Linked DNA regions of Mus musculus: region 1 is linked to region 2. Evidence: chromatin contacts called from public promoter capture Hi-C data. All regions are on one chromosome and are shown on one strand. The core of a region is the stretch at or near the end of the contact, and the rest is flanking DNA. Distances in the headings are between cores, read along the strand shown. Region 1 holds the start of 2310040G24Rik (RIKEN cDNA 2310040G24 gene). Region 2 holds the start of Ino80b (INO80 complex subunit B).

What was found. Promoter capture Hi-C pulls out the DNA fragments that hold promoters and counts their contacts.
Region 1: a promoter capture Hi-C map of frontonasal cranial neural crest shows a contact between it and region 2. The contact joins the promoter of 2310040G24Rik here to the promoter of Ino80b in region 2. A contact is called at or near these places in 2 of 39 promoter capture datasets (frontonasal cranial neural crest and pre-B cells).

The regions. Positions count from the first base shown.
Region 1 is chr6:86,485,228-86,491,879 of GRCm38.p6, reverse strand. It overlaps 2310040G24Rik (RIKEN cDNA 2310040G24 gene), which reads left to right and starts at 3,653. Exons shown (of 2, transcript NR_040293.1): 1 at 3,653-3,878.
Region 2 is chr6:83,121,499-83,128,737 of GRCm38.p6, reverse strand. Ino80b (INO80 complex subunit B) reads left to right here and starts at 3,619. Exons shown (of 5, transcript NM_023547.2): 1 at 3,619-3,727; 2 at 3,961-4,153; 3 at 4,313-4,431; 4 at 4,575-4,744; 5 at 6,374-6,973. The coding sequence starts at 3,670. The coding sequence ends at 6,910.

The DNA of each region.
Region 1 (6,652 bases), core at 2,404-4,903, 3.4 Mb before region 2:
ATCTGGGCTATGCCTTTCATCTGGGATTAAAGGTGTGGTGGAACACACCTTTAATCTGGGCTACACCTTTTGCTGGAGACAATATAAGGACATTGGAAGAAGGGAGTCTAGCTCGAGCTCTTGCTCCTTCGCCTGCTTGCTGCGTGAGACTGAGTAACTGCTAGATCCTTGGACTTCCATTCACAGCTGCGACTGAACAATTGTTGGGAATTGGGCTGCCGACTGTAAGTCATCAATAAATTCCTTTACTATTTAGAAAAAAAAAAAAAAAAATGCTGGGACCCTGATGCATGGCTAGTATTTTAGTTTGCTTTCTATTGCTGTGATAACGACCGTGACCAAAAGCACCTTGGGGAGGAGAGGGTTTATTTGGTTCACAGGTTACACTTCACCATCAAGGCAAGAACTAAAGCAGAGGCTATGGAGACACATTGCTTACTGGCTTGCTCAGCCTGCCCTGGGGTGGCACCACCTACTGAGGGCAGCCCTCCTACATCAGTCACCAATAAAATGGCCCACAGACTAATCTAACAAACATTTTCTCAACTAAAGTTTCATCTTCCTAGATGACCCTGGCTTGTACCTAGTTGACAAGAAAAACAAACAAACAAACAAACAAACAGCAACAACAACAAAGAACAGCTTTGAGAGCAGCCAGGACTACCCAGCAAGATACTGTCTCAAAAAAAAAAAATTAAAATATGAAAACAAGCTGGGTGGTGGTAGCACAAGCTTTAATGCTAACACTAAAGGGAAGGTGGATCTGAGTTCAAGGCCAGCCTGGTCTACTGTTCTAGTTCCAAGACAGTAGGAGGGGGTAGGGGAGGGGTGTGACTCTTAGGGTTGACTTTTAAGGTGAGTATGGTGAGGATTAACACAGTACTGACAGCATTGTCTTTCATCATCCCAGACACTCTGCTGAGCAGGTTAGCACCTGCATTTCCCATGTGGACGAACTGAATCTTAGAAATGTTGTTCGTGGGGTTACAGAGAGGCTCAGTAGTTAACAGCACTGGGTGCCATTCAGCTCTCCACACCCAGGTCTGCAGTGCAAAAGAATCCGTAAGTGTAGTTCCAGTGGATCCGTCACCCTCTTTCAGCTTCCTGTTTCATGAATAGGAAAATATTTTTGAGACAGGGTCTTCTTATGAGCGCCTGACTCACCAGCAAAGCAGATGCCACAACAGGATCCTTCTGCACACGTTTATCGGGAGAGCTTGATTGCAGAGGCGAAAAAGAGCCCAGAACTGGTGCTGCTTATATAGGCCTAGGAGAGGCGTGTCTCACACCCGGATTGGTTATGCTTTCTACCTCATTTGCATGTCCCACATCCTATTGATTATACTCTCTCAGTACCTCACAAAACCTCATTAACATACCTCATTTGCATGTCTCACATCTGATTGGTTATACTCTCAAAACCTTATTATCATGCCCGGGCCAGGCAGTGTCTTGGCAAGAAACTTTACTGCATATGTACACATTGGTTGTTTCCCAAACTTATGCATGGTGGCCAGTGGTAGCCAGCGCCACCCTGCAACGGCACATGTGGCTCACTATGTAATGTTAGAACTATGTATGCCTGGGACTATGTGGGTCTTGAGGTCACAGAATATCTCCTGTCCCTGCCTCTCTGTGATTAAAACTCTGTGATTAAAGGTGTGCACCACTAGAGTGAGCAGATACATCAGGCTGAGGTAAGTTCCCCCTCTTAGGGGTGGCAGAGGCTCAGGTCTCTGTTAGGCTTCCTCTTTTGGAAGCAGAACTTGCTGAGCCCAGGAAGGGTGTATTCCAGGACCCTGTTGCTCTGTTAGCAGCTGAGCCCTGGAACCAGTGCTGTACAGTCGGTGCAGTACCTGCCTGGTGAAGGTAGCATTAAACAACCAGGGCAAAAGGGGATGGGGAGAACATGATAGCTCACTGGGTAACAGACCCTGACACCAAGCCTTCAAAAAAAGGAGGCAGAGCCGTGCAAATGTCTGTGAGTTCAAGACCAGCCTTGGTTGCATAGTAAGTTCAGGTCAGTCAGGGTTACATGTAATGTGTTCCTATCTAAATAAAAAAATATTGATCTTTAAAATGGCTAGTTGAAATTAAAAACAAAACAAAACAGGGCTAGCAAGGTGGCTCAGTGTCAAGGGACTTGCTGAGCATGCCTGGAGAGCTGAACTCAGCCCCCGGACGGCATGTAAAGGGGGGAGAACCGACCCAGAGTTATTCTCTGGCCCCTACATGTGTTGGTACCCACCCACAATAATAAATCATTTTTATTATTTTGTCTATTTTTAAAAAGAATTTATTTATCTTATTTATATGAGTATACTGTAGCCTTCTTCAGACACACACCAGAAGAGGGCACCAGATCCCCATTATAGATGATTGTGAGCCACCATGTGGTTGCTGGGAATTGAACTCAGGACCTCTGGAAGAGCAGGTGGTGCTCTCAACCTCTGAGCCATCTCTTCAGCCCCTTATTTTGTCTATTTATTTTGTTTTTTTAAGACAGGGTTTCTCTGTATAGTCCTGGGTATCCTGGAACTCACTCTGTCAACCAGGCTGGTCTTGAACTCAGAGCTCTGCCTCTCTGCCTTGTGACTGACAGGAGAGTGCTGGGGTTAAAGTCCTATGCCTCCTTGTCCCTCTGTTTTGTTTTAGTTTCTTATTTAAATTTATTTATTTAATTATTTATTTGGTTTTTCTAGACAGAGTTTCTCTGTATATCCCTGGCTGTCCTGGAACTCACTTTGTAGACCAGGCTGGCCTCAAACTCAGAAATCCGCCTGCCTCTGCTTCCCAAGTGCTGGGATTAAAGGCATGCGCCACCATGCCCGGCCTAAAATTATTTATTTTTAAACTGGGGCATGTCTTTAACCCCAGCACTTGGGAGGCAGAGGCAGGCAGATCTCTGTGAGTTCCAGGACAGCCTGGTCTACAGAGTGAATTCCAGGTCAGCCAGGGCTAAACAGAGAAACCCTGTCTTGAAAAACCAAATCAAATCAAACTAAACCAAACTAAACCAAAACAAACAAACAAACAAACCCAACAACAGCAACCTCAGCAAACCCCAGCAAGATGAAAAAAAGGAAATAAAACAAAATGAAGGAGCTAGAGAGATGGCTCAGTGGTTAGGAACCATCCTCTGCTCTTCCAGAGGTCCTGAGTTCAATTCCCAACAACCACATGGTGGCTCACAACCGTCATCTGTAAAGTGATCAGATGTCCTCTCCTGGTGTAACTCAATACAGCTACAATGTACTGATATACAAATAATAATAATAATAAATAAATAATTCTTTTAAAAATATGAAGAACTCAGAAATGAAATATGGGGCAAGGCCCACATCCTATCCTAGGGCTCCAATGCTCTAGGCCAGAGCAATAAACGAAAGTCCACCTCCTGGAACCCAGGGGCTCTTCCTTGGATTGTTTGCTATTTGGGGACTGGCTCAACAACCAATGGTTTGATAAGAGGTGGATAGGGCATTGTGAGGGACAGTCAGGCTGGTGCTTTGACCTGGCAAGGTGACAAGTGAGTCCCACAGGATCCCTTAGTCAAGGTAGTTTGGCAGCAGAGCCTGCAGAGGACAGCCAGAGAGAGCAGGTGCCTTTGAGACGCTGCAGTCGCTGCCAAGCAAACTCTATCTTTTCTGCTGCCGTCCCTGGGGAGGGAAGCCAGTGGTTAGCAGACAGGACTTCTGTCTGTCCCTTTACATGGGCACACAGTAACCAAGCAATTACAAAGGATTGTTAAACTGTGCAGCAGATGGAAGAAGAGGAAGCTAAGGCAGCGTCTCTCCTTACTAAGAATAAAACTGGAAGCGTGAGAGAGGCTCAGCTAACCAAGTTTCTGCAAGAGGAGGCGTTCAGGGCCCAAGCAGGTCAGCACGTGGTCCAGGTTGGTGCTCCTGTAAGGAGAAAGTCGGGATGAGTGAGGCCAGAGCCTGCAGGGAGCCCGTCTGGCCAAGAATCACTATGGGGTGCTCTGGCTGCGGGTTGGCGGCAGGCATCTTGCAGGCCTGTGATGCAAGACCAGGAAACAAAGGGATTGGGACACCGGTGGCCTCCGTCCTCACTAAAGCTACTTGGTAAGAGCTAAGAGCAGAAGGCAGGGGGCAGAGTGCCCGCCTGCAAACTAAAGTAAACACCACAACTTCGTGTGGTGTGCCTGAGAAACTGGATGGTGTGTGAGCTATATCACTGTGTGATGTGCGCCTGCAGGCAGTGTTTGTGTGTGTACTCTGTTGTGGGGCCTCACGGAGGGTGTGCAGGCACTGCATGTTTGCCATGAGGCCCTCTTCGTGCTCACAGAGGGACAGTGGGGGCGGAGGAAGAGGGGTTCCCAACGCTCCCTGAGTAAACACGGTAGTACAAAGCCAGACCAGCACGCTCTGTGCAGTAAGTCTGGGACCTAGCAACTCCGCCTTAAGCAGACAAAGACGTTTGCGCCTGCGCTGTGCCCTCCCAGGCCCGCCCCAGCTCAGCAACCTCCTTTCCTCCATGCCCATTTGTTGCTCACTTCCCTTTTCTTGCTCTTGCCTCTACCTCCAGGAATTTGCCCAGTCAACATAGTGTGTGTAAGCAGGAGCTTGGATACTCGTCCTTGCTCAGGCGCGTCTTGCTTAGCCCAGTGTTTTATCTATGTTGTAACATTTGATAAGAGCATTCCTTAAAAAACAAACAAACAAACAAATATATAGTGGCAAACCTCCTGATGTGGGCACAGGCCAGAAATCCCAGCACTTGGGAAGTGGAGACAGGCAGATATAAAGTTTACATTTCTGCTCCAGAAGTTGAGGGCCAGATCCTTTCTTAAAAGGCAAAAAAGGGTGGTTGGTGAGATAGCTCAGGGGTTAAGAGCACTGACTGCTCTTCCGGAGGTTGTGAGTTTAAATCCCAGCAAGGACATGGTGGCTCACAACCACCCGTAATGAGATCTGAAGATAGCTACAGTGTACTTACATATAATAAATAAATAAAATCTTTTAAAAAAAAAGGTAAACAAAGTAAAAGGAAGGCTGAGGGATAAGAGAAGAGCCCTCGGTTTAATTCCCTGTGTGGAAAAGAAATAAGTGAATAAATAGATAATGTAAAAACAAAAGATCCTTTCCTTTGGGCTACCAAGGTGGCTCTGTAGCAGAACTACAAGCCAGAGAACCTGAGTTCGATCCCAGGAGCTCCTGTAAGGGAAAATGCATGAAGTCATGTTTCGCATTCCTGCAGTCGCATGCACTCATATACACACCCTCATCCACACTCAATAATGAGAATGGCAAAAATAAAGTTATTTTTAAAATATTTTACTTGATGCTCCAAAACTTATTTTAACATGTAACTAATTTACATGCAAAACCAACTTGGCACGTGTTCTTTATCTTTTGTACTTGGTTCAGTAAAATCAGGCTGGCCACATTTCAAGTGCTCAGTGACCATGTGTGCATGCGAACTGGACTGAACAGGGCTGGAGCCTAGAATGTGGATGCTGGACAGATCTGGAATCCTAACTCACATATATTCCTCAGTCCCTTACTAGGCTGTGTGACCCTGCAAGTTACAGCCTCCTCCCCCTCCTCCTCCTCCTCCTCCTCCTTCTTCTTCTTCTTCCTTTCTTTTTCTCTTTACTTACTTTTTTATGTCTAAAGACTAGCATGGTCTCAATTCACTGAGTCTCGAATAATTCATCAGGATAGGTGGCTTAGTCAAGCGTAACAAAGGCTCTGTCCTTCCAGGGCTGATGGAAACCCTGCCAAGGGTTTGAGCAGCTGTGGCAGGAACTGGAACCCGGATGGAGTTTCTTTGGATGGAGACTCCAGTAGAGGCCACAGTAACCCATCCTGCCTTCATAAGTCCAAGGATGGAAAAGAACGCCGGCCCCCCCCCCCCTTTTCTTTGCTTCTCTCTTTTTGTATGGTACTGGGAACTGAAGCCAGGGCTTTGGACATGCTGGGTAAGCACTCTACACGCGCCTGTCCGCCCACCTATTTCTTGTTACTTTGTTGTTTGTTTGCTTTTGAGACAAGGGCTCAAGTATCCCAGGCTAGTTTCAAACCTACCACGTAGCTGAGAATGACTGTGAACTCTTGGTCCTCCTGCCTCCACTTCCAAAATACTGAGACTACAAGTGTGCACCACGACGCCAGGCTTATGCAGTGAACTCTGCCAATGATGTTGCATCTTCAGCTGCTTCCATGTTTTGATCAACAAAATGGAAATAATACTCACTTTATAGGGCAAATCTGAGGGTAACCGCCTGAAGCACTTTGTAGACCAGGCTGGCCTCAAACTCAGAAATCTGCCTGCCTCTGCCTCCCAAGTGCTGGGACTAAAGGCGTGCGCCACCACCGCCCAGCAATGCCTTTTCTTTTTAATGACTTATTTAATTTTATGTGCATTGGTATTTTGCTTGCATGTATGTCTGTGTGAGGGTATCTGATCGCCTGGAACTGGAGTTACAGAGAGTTGTGAGCTTCCATGTGAATGCTAGGAATTAAACCTGGGTTTTCTGGAAGAACATTTACTTGGTAGGGTGCTTGCCTGGCATATCCAAGCCCAAGGTTCAGTTCCCAGCCCTAAAAAACTGAAAGGGAGGGGGCTGGAGAGATGGTTCAGCACTTAAGAGCACTGACTGCTCTTCTGGAGGTCCTGAGTTCAAATC
Region 2 (7,239 bases), core at 2,370-4,869:
TCCAACAAGGCCACACCTCCTAGTTCTTCTTCTAATCCTTTCAAAGAGTTCCACTCCCTAGTAATTGAGCATTCAAATGTATGAGTCTTTGGGGGCCATTTCTAGTCAAACACTATAAATTTATTTTTTTTTCATGAAATTTTAAAACAAGCCTTGAGAATGCCTTCAGAAGGTAAAATTCCTCTTAGTCTGTATATTTCCACACTAAACAAAGCAAAGTTACAAAAAAGAAAAGAAAAGAGCCTAAGACCAGAAAGAAGCTGGTTGTCATTCACTTCCTCGCTGCTGGACGCCAGGATACAGAGGAAACAGCCCAGACGAGCGTTAGGAAGCCTCTGTCTGATGCTTACACTGTTACTCCCTGCCTGTGTGTTTGTCTCTCTGAGCCTCAGTTTCCTTATTTATAGAACAGAAACAACAGAACCCGCGGAACAGCCACGTAGCTAAACACCCCACTATGTTCTAGAAAGGCCTCCCTAAGTTAGTTTTCCAAAATGCAGGTGTTGGGTGCTACTCTTGCTAGACCCAGCCCACCGTGCCTGGTGTACCCAGTAGACTTAAAAAAGAATTACAAATGGTTGATGTCTGCGGGTAGAGTGCTTGTCTAGCATACATGAAGCCCAGGCTCCATGCCCAGCACTCCATGGGACCGGGTATAATGGGGCATATCTGTGATTGTCACACTGGGGAAGTAGACGCAGGAGAGTCAGGAATTCAAGGTCATCTTCAGCTATACTGCAAGGTTCAGGCCAGCCTGGAATATATTAGATCCTGCCTTAAAAATATAAATAAAAAAGGCCAGGTGTGGCGGGGCAAGCCTTTAATCCAAGCACTCTGGAGGCAGAGGCCAGTGAATCTCTGAGTTTGAGGCTGGACCGGTCTACAGAGTGAGTTCAAATCTAGACAGGAAAAGATCCTTAACTCTAAGACAGTCACTAGTAGCACATTGCATATTCCTCATTTTTTTCTAAGCAGATACTAGTACACGATACTTTTAAAAACAGAATCAAGGGGACTGAAGAGATGGTTCCGAGGTTAATAGCACTGCCTGCTCTTCCAGAAGTCCTGGGTTCAAGTCCCAGCAAGCACATGGTGGTTCATAACTACCTATGAGGTCTAGTGCCCTCTTCTGGCCTGCAGGCATACATGCAGGTTGAATGCTGTACACATTTTAAGTAAATAAATCTTTTTGTTTGTTTGTTTGTTTTCGAGACAGGGTTTCTCTTTATAGCTCTGGCTGTCCTGGATCTCACTCTGTAGACCAGGCTGGCTTCGAACTCAGAAATCTGCCTGCCTCTGCCTCCCGAGTGCTGGGATTAAAGGCGCGCTCCATCACTGCCCAGTGGTAAATAAATCTTAAATGAAAAGAATCAAGAGGGCTGGTGAGATGGCTCAGTGGGTAAGAGCACCCGACTGCTCTTCCAAAGGTCCGGAGTTCAAATCCCAGCAACCACATGGTGGCTCACAACCATCCGTAATGAGATCTGACGCCCTCTTCTGGTGTGTCTGAAGATAGCTACAGTGTACTTACATATAATAAATAAATAAATCTTAAAAAAAAAAAAAAAAGAATCAAGAAAGCTGGGTGTGGTGGCACACACCTTTAGTCTCAGCACTTGGGAGGTAGAGGCAGGCAGATCTCTGAGTTCAAAGCCAGCCTGGTTTAAAAAGTGAGCTCCAAAGACAGCCAACCAAAAACAGCCAAGGTTACACAGAGAAACCCTGCCAAACAGGTAAATAAGCATAAACAAACAAACATAAACAAATAAACAGCCAGGGCCACACAGAGAAGCCCTGTTTTTTTTTTTTTTTTTTAAAGATTTATTTATTTATTATATGTAAGTACATTGTAGCTGTCTTCAGACACTCCAGAAGAGGGAGTCAGATCTCGTTACGGATGGTTGTGAGCCACCATGTGGTTGCTGGGATTTGAACTCTGGACCTTTGGAAGAGCAGTCGGGTGCTCTTACCCACTGAGCCATCTCACCAGCCCAGAAGCCCTGTTTCAAAAATGAATGGATGAATAAATAAATAAATAAATAAATAAATAAATAAATAAATAAATAAATAAAATCAAGAGAATCAAGGGGCTGGAGAGGTGGCTCAGCTGTTAACAAGATTTGCTGGCCTTGCAGAGGACCTGAGGAGGCCAGAAGAAGCATCCAGATCTGAAACTGGAGTTACTGATGATTGGGAGAAGCTATGTCAGCACTGAGACCCAAACCAGGGTCCCCTGAAAGGGCAGCAAGTGCTCTTAGCTGATGAGCCATCTCTCTAGTCCCATTCAGATCATTTTAAAACATTATGTGCAGGTGTGTGTCTGTGTCTGCCTATGTACACTTGAGTGCAGGTGTTGGCACAGACCAGAGCTATCAGATTTCTTTAGAGATGGAGTTACAGGCAGCAGTGAGCTGCCTGATGTGGGAGATGGAAAGTGAACTTGGGTCCTCTGCAAGAGTTGTGTGCATTCTTAACTACCGAGCCATCTCTCCAGCCCTGAATCACAGGTTTTAGAGTTTTTCTCTTATTTATTGGCATATTCAATTCTGTGCTTTTAAAAAATATGTATAAATTAACTAGAAGATAAAGGAAAACATTCACAAATTTTAAACAAAATTTAAAGGGGGAAAAGGATATGTGAAAAATGGCAGCAAAGTTTGGTTATTAATGCCTGTAATCTCAGCCCTAGGAAAGCTGAAGTAGAAAGTTCATGGATTTGACACCAGTCTGGGTACATACGGAGTACCAAGCCAACCTGGGGTACATAGTGAGACCCCTTCTCAAACAACAAAAACAAAACAAAGGTCTCCCACCTCCCTCATTTCCCAACCACACATCAGCAATTTCTCTCACCAGTTTCCTACCTTGCTATGTTTGGTTTTGTTCAAGTTAACTAGCTTCCTAACTTCGCAGTACAGGGATGTAGTAAATTCATTTAGATCCCTCATTAGAGGGATTCTTGTATTCTTTACAATGTAACTGTTCTCTGGAATCTAAATTCTCTGTCAATCTTATTATTTCACAACTTTTCTTAGTTGAGAAGCTTAGTGTTTACAAATAAAGATGCACCGCAACGACGTTGCCCCTCATTGCCAACCAATGAGAATGGGGAGATGGGGGTGGGGGGAAGGAGAGGAGAGGAGAGGGGAGAAGAGAGGAAAAAGAGAGGAGGAGGGGAGGGGAAGAGAGAGCGATGAGAGGGAAGGGGGAAGACACAAACAGACAGACATACATACAGACAGGCAGATAGACAAAGAGAAGAGACAAGAGACAGCAACACAGAGAAAGGGAGACAGAACAGGTCAGGAATCTAATACAGGGAACCCAAGTTAGGGGAAAACCTTACCTTTTTTGGTGGCTTTTCCAGCCTCCTAGAGGCTTTGAACTTTCGTTTTGAGAACAAGATGGCATTAAGCCTGGCCTCGAACTCGTAATCCTTTTTAAGTCTGGTGCGCCAGTAAGGTGCCTAGCAATGCCGGAACTTTTGTTTGGAAGGGACCCTGTTTCTTATCGGAATATTTTTGGCTGTAAGGCGTACCACGCACAAACATGGTTGCCAGGCGCCGGAAGTAGCCGGTTATTTTGCTGGATTCCGTTCTTCCGCGGGGCGGAAAAGGCATGTCGGCTTGTGTCCCGACAGTTTCCAGTCCTCTCCCTTTGCAGGACCCCATGAGCAAGCTGTGGCGGCGCGGGAGCACATCTGGGGCTATGGAGGCCCCCGAGCCAGGTAAGCGCGGGTGGATCTAACTCGAGTGATCTTGAAAAAGGAGTCGCTGTAACTCCGTGGAGCCGGTGGAGCCGGGTCTGCCCGCCACAGGTGGGAAGGAGCGAGGCGGGGCTGTTGTTATGGTAACAGCTAATAACGTGGGAAGAGTGGGACTCAGTTGAATTGTTAGGTTAGTCAGATCTTCCCCCTGCCACTTTTTGGCCGATCCCCTCAGACAGGCTCTCCTTCCGCAGGGGAAACGCTGGAGCTGAGCCTGGCAGGTGCCCACGGCCACGGAGTACACAAGAAAAAACACAAGAAACATAAAAAGAAACACAAGAAAAAGCATCATCAGGAAGAGGAGGCCGGACCGACGCTGCAGACTCCTGCCAAGCCCCAACTTAAACTTAAAATCAAGCTGGGTGGACAGGTCCTGGGCACCAAGAGGTGAGATCAAGTATTTAACTCGGGAAAATTCAGTAGCAGGTGGGCTGGGTCCAAGTTAAGGCAGCAAGAATCCCAGCAGGTCGGAAAAGCTGTTTGTAGCTCCAAAGTAGGAGAGAGCCAGCCGCTTGTTCACTTTAGAGTAGTGTTTCTACTCTGCAGTGTCCCCACTTTCACTGTGATTCCTGAGGGGCCTCGCTCACCGTCTCCCCTGATGGTGGTGGATAATGAAGAGGAACCTATGGAAGGCGTACCTCTGGAGCAGTACCGCGCCTGGCTGGGTGAGAAGACCGTAGAGGTGGCAAAGCTGGGTTGCTCATTTCTAACCAGCAAAAGGAAGAGGGTGGGGTCTGAGAATTTTCAGTGTACTAGGACCAACTTCGATAAATTAATGTTTGCACTTTCCTTCAACTTTCCCACCCAGATGAAGACAGTAATCTGTCCCCCTCCCCACTTCGGGACCTGCCAGGGGATCTGGAGGGCCAGGAGGAAGAGGAGGAACAGAGATGGTTAGACGCCCTGGAGAAGGGAGAGCTGGATGACAACGGAGACCTCAAGAAGGAGATCAATGAGCGGCTGCTTACAGCGAGACAGGTAAGTTAGTTCCATCTGTATTCACTCGACAAACATATGGAGAGCTTGTTGTTTCTTAGGCAGTGAGAGGAACAGGAAAGGAAGGTGGGTGGATATTCAAGTGCATGCTGACAGAAGGTAAATGACTTTCCTTTTTGAATTGGGATCTTAGTATTTAAGCCCTGACTGGGATATGCTTGCCTTTGCCCCTAAGTGCTGGAGTTAAAGGTGTGTACTGCCACACACACACACACACACACACACACACAGAGCTCCTAAGTAACTTTTTAAAACTCCAGAAAATAGGGCTGGTGAGATGGCCCAATGGTTAAGAACACTGACTGTTCTTCCAGAGGTCCTGAGTTCAACACCCAGCAACCACATGGTGGCTCACAACCATCTGTAATGGGATCTGATGCTCTCTTCTGGTGTGTCTGAAGAGGGCTACAGTGTGATCATATAAATAAACCTTAAAAAAAAAAAAAAATCCTACAGAAAATAGGAATGCTGAAGTAGAAATTGCCAAGACAGAAACATTAGGGTAGTTGTGGGGACTAGCTCATTGTTTTCTTTTGTTTTTTAAAGATAAATCGTATTTACTTTATGTGGATGAGTGTGTGCCCGTTGCCCATGGAGGCCATTGGTCATCAGAACTCCTGGAACTAGATTTACAGACAGTTGAGAGCTGCCATGTAGGTGCAGGGAACTGAATGAGAGTCCTCCCCAAGGGCCGGTGCTCCTCGCCGCTGAGTAGTCTTTCCAGTCTAGAATGCCTTTGAAGAGATGACATTTCCAGTACCAGGGGAGCTTCTCAGACAGAGAGGCCAGCTGACATAGAGCCCAGGGGCACAGAGACCCAGAAGGAGAGTGTGGCCAGGTCACCCAGGGGGATATATACTGACAAGTGACATAGCTGGCTTAATTACTTTGGCAATTATGTGCTGTGAAGCTTAGTAGGGGTAAGGAATTTCCTTAGGAAGCTGCTGAAGTGTAGGCTGTCGTGGCGCAGACCTGTGCCCCAGAGCTTGAGAGACAGGAGGATGGTTACAAATTCCGAGGCATCTAAAAATACATATAGATAGCCTGACACAATCAATCAATAAACTGGGAGAGGGGTATGGGGTGTGGAAACTGGGAGAGCTGGTGATGGCCCGAGTCCAGAAGAAAGTAGTAAAAGGAATAGAGAAACCTGCACTGAAGCCTGGATGTATGACGGAAGTAGCTACTTAGTGGGAGAAAAAAGGAATCCAGGGTAATTCTTTTTGGTTTGAGCCAAATCCAAGTTGATGTTTTTTCCTGAGATACTATTTAAAATAACAGCAACAACAAAAACCTACACAAGGGGCAGGCAGGGTACCATACTTTTGTTTCCTCCTTTGGACCTGAGTGAGAGGCAGGAACCCTGGGAAGAGAAGTGTGGTATTAAGGGTCCCTAAAGATGGGGACAGTGGCACAAGCATTTGATCCCAGCACCTAGGGAACAGAGGCAAGAGTGTGAGCTCCAGGCTGGCCTGGTCTACATAGTGACTTACAGGGCAGCCAAAGTTATATAGTGAGACCGCCTCGAAACAAAAACAAACGAAAATAGGGGTGGGTGACCCCAAAAACCTCGCCATTTGGTTCTCAGACATCCTCTGTCTCTTTCCCCAGCGAGCCCTCCTCCAGAAGGCGCGGAGCCAGCCGTCCCCGACTCTGCCTCTGCCAGTGGGTGGGGGCTGCCCTGCCCCTGCCCTCACCGAAGAGATGCTGCTGAAGCGTGAGGAGCGTGCACGGAAGCGGCGGCTGCAGGCGGCGAGGAGGGCCGAGGAGCACAAAAATCAGACAATTGAGCGCCTCACCAAGACGGCCGCTCCTAGCGGGCGTGGAGGGCGCGGGGCGGCGCGGGGCGAGCGGCGCGGAGGACGGGCTGCTGCCCCGGCCCCTGCACCCATGGTGCGCTACTGCAGCGGGGCACAGGGCTCCACCTTGTCTTTTCCTCCCGGCGTTCCCACACCCACGGCGGTGGCACAGCGGCCTGCCCCATCGGGCCCCGCTCCACGATGCTCTGTCCCCGGCTGCCCCCACCCGCGTCGTTATGCCTGCTCCCGCACCGGCCAGGCCCTTTGCAGCCTACAGTGCTACCGCATCAACCTGCAGCTACGGCTGGGAGGGCCCGAGGGCCCGGGGTCCCCACTCCTGGCCACCTAAGACCTCTCCCACGCCACATTCCTGCTGTCTCCCCCACCCTATTAAATTTCGTACAGTGCCTCAGCTTGTATCGAATTGCTGGAGTGGGAAGCCGGCGGAGTCTGAACCTGAGTGTGTAAAGTCATTCAGCCAATCGGCGAAAATTTTTGTGCTGAACGGCCGTTCATTGGCCGATAAGTCAAAGCTTGTTCTGTTGTCCGTACTGGCTATTGTTGCTGTCAGTCAGGCATTTGGTCGAGCCTTTCCCCTGTCTTTGTCTGTGTGAGTTCTTGTTGTCTGGGAGAGCGGCACAGGCGCCGCTGCGGATTGGGCAAAAGGAGAAACCTGTG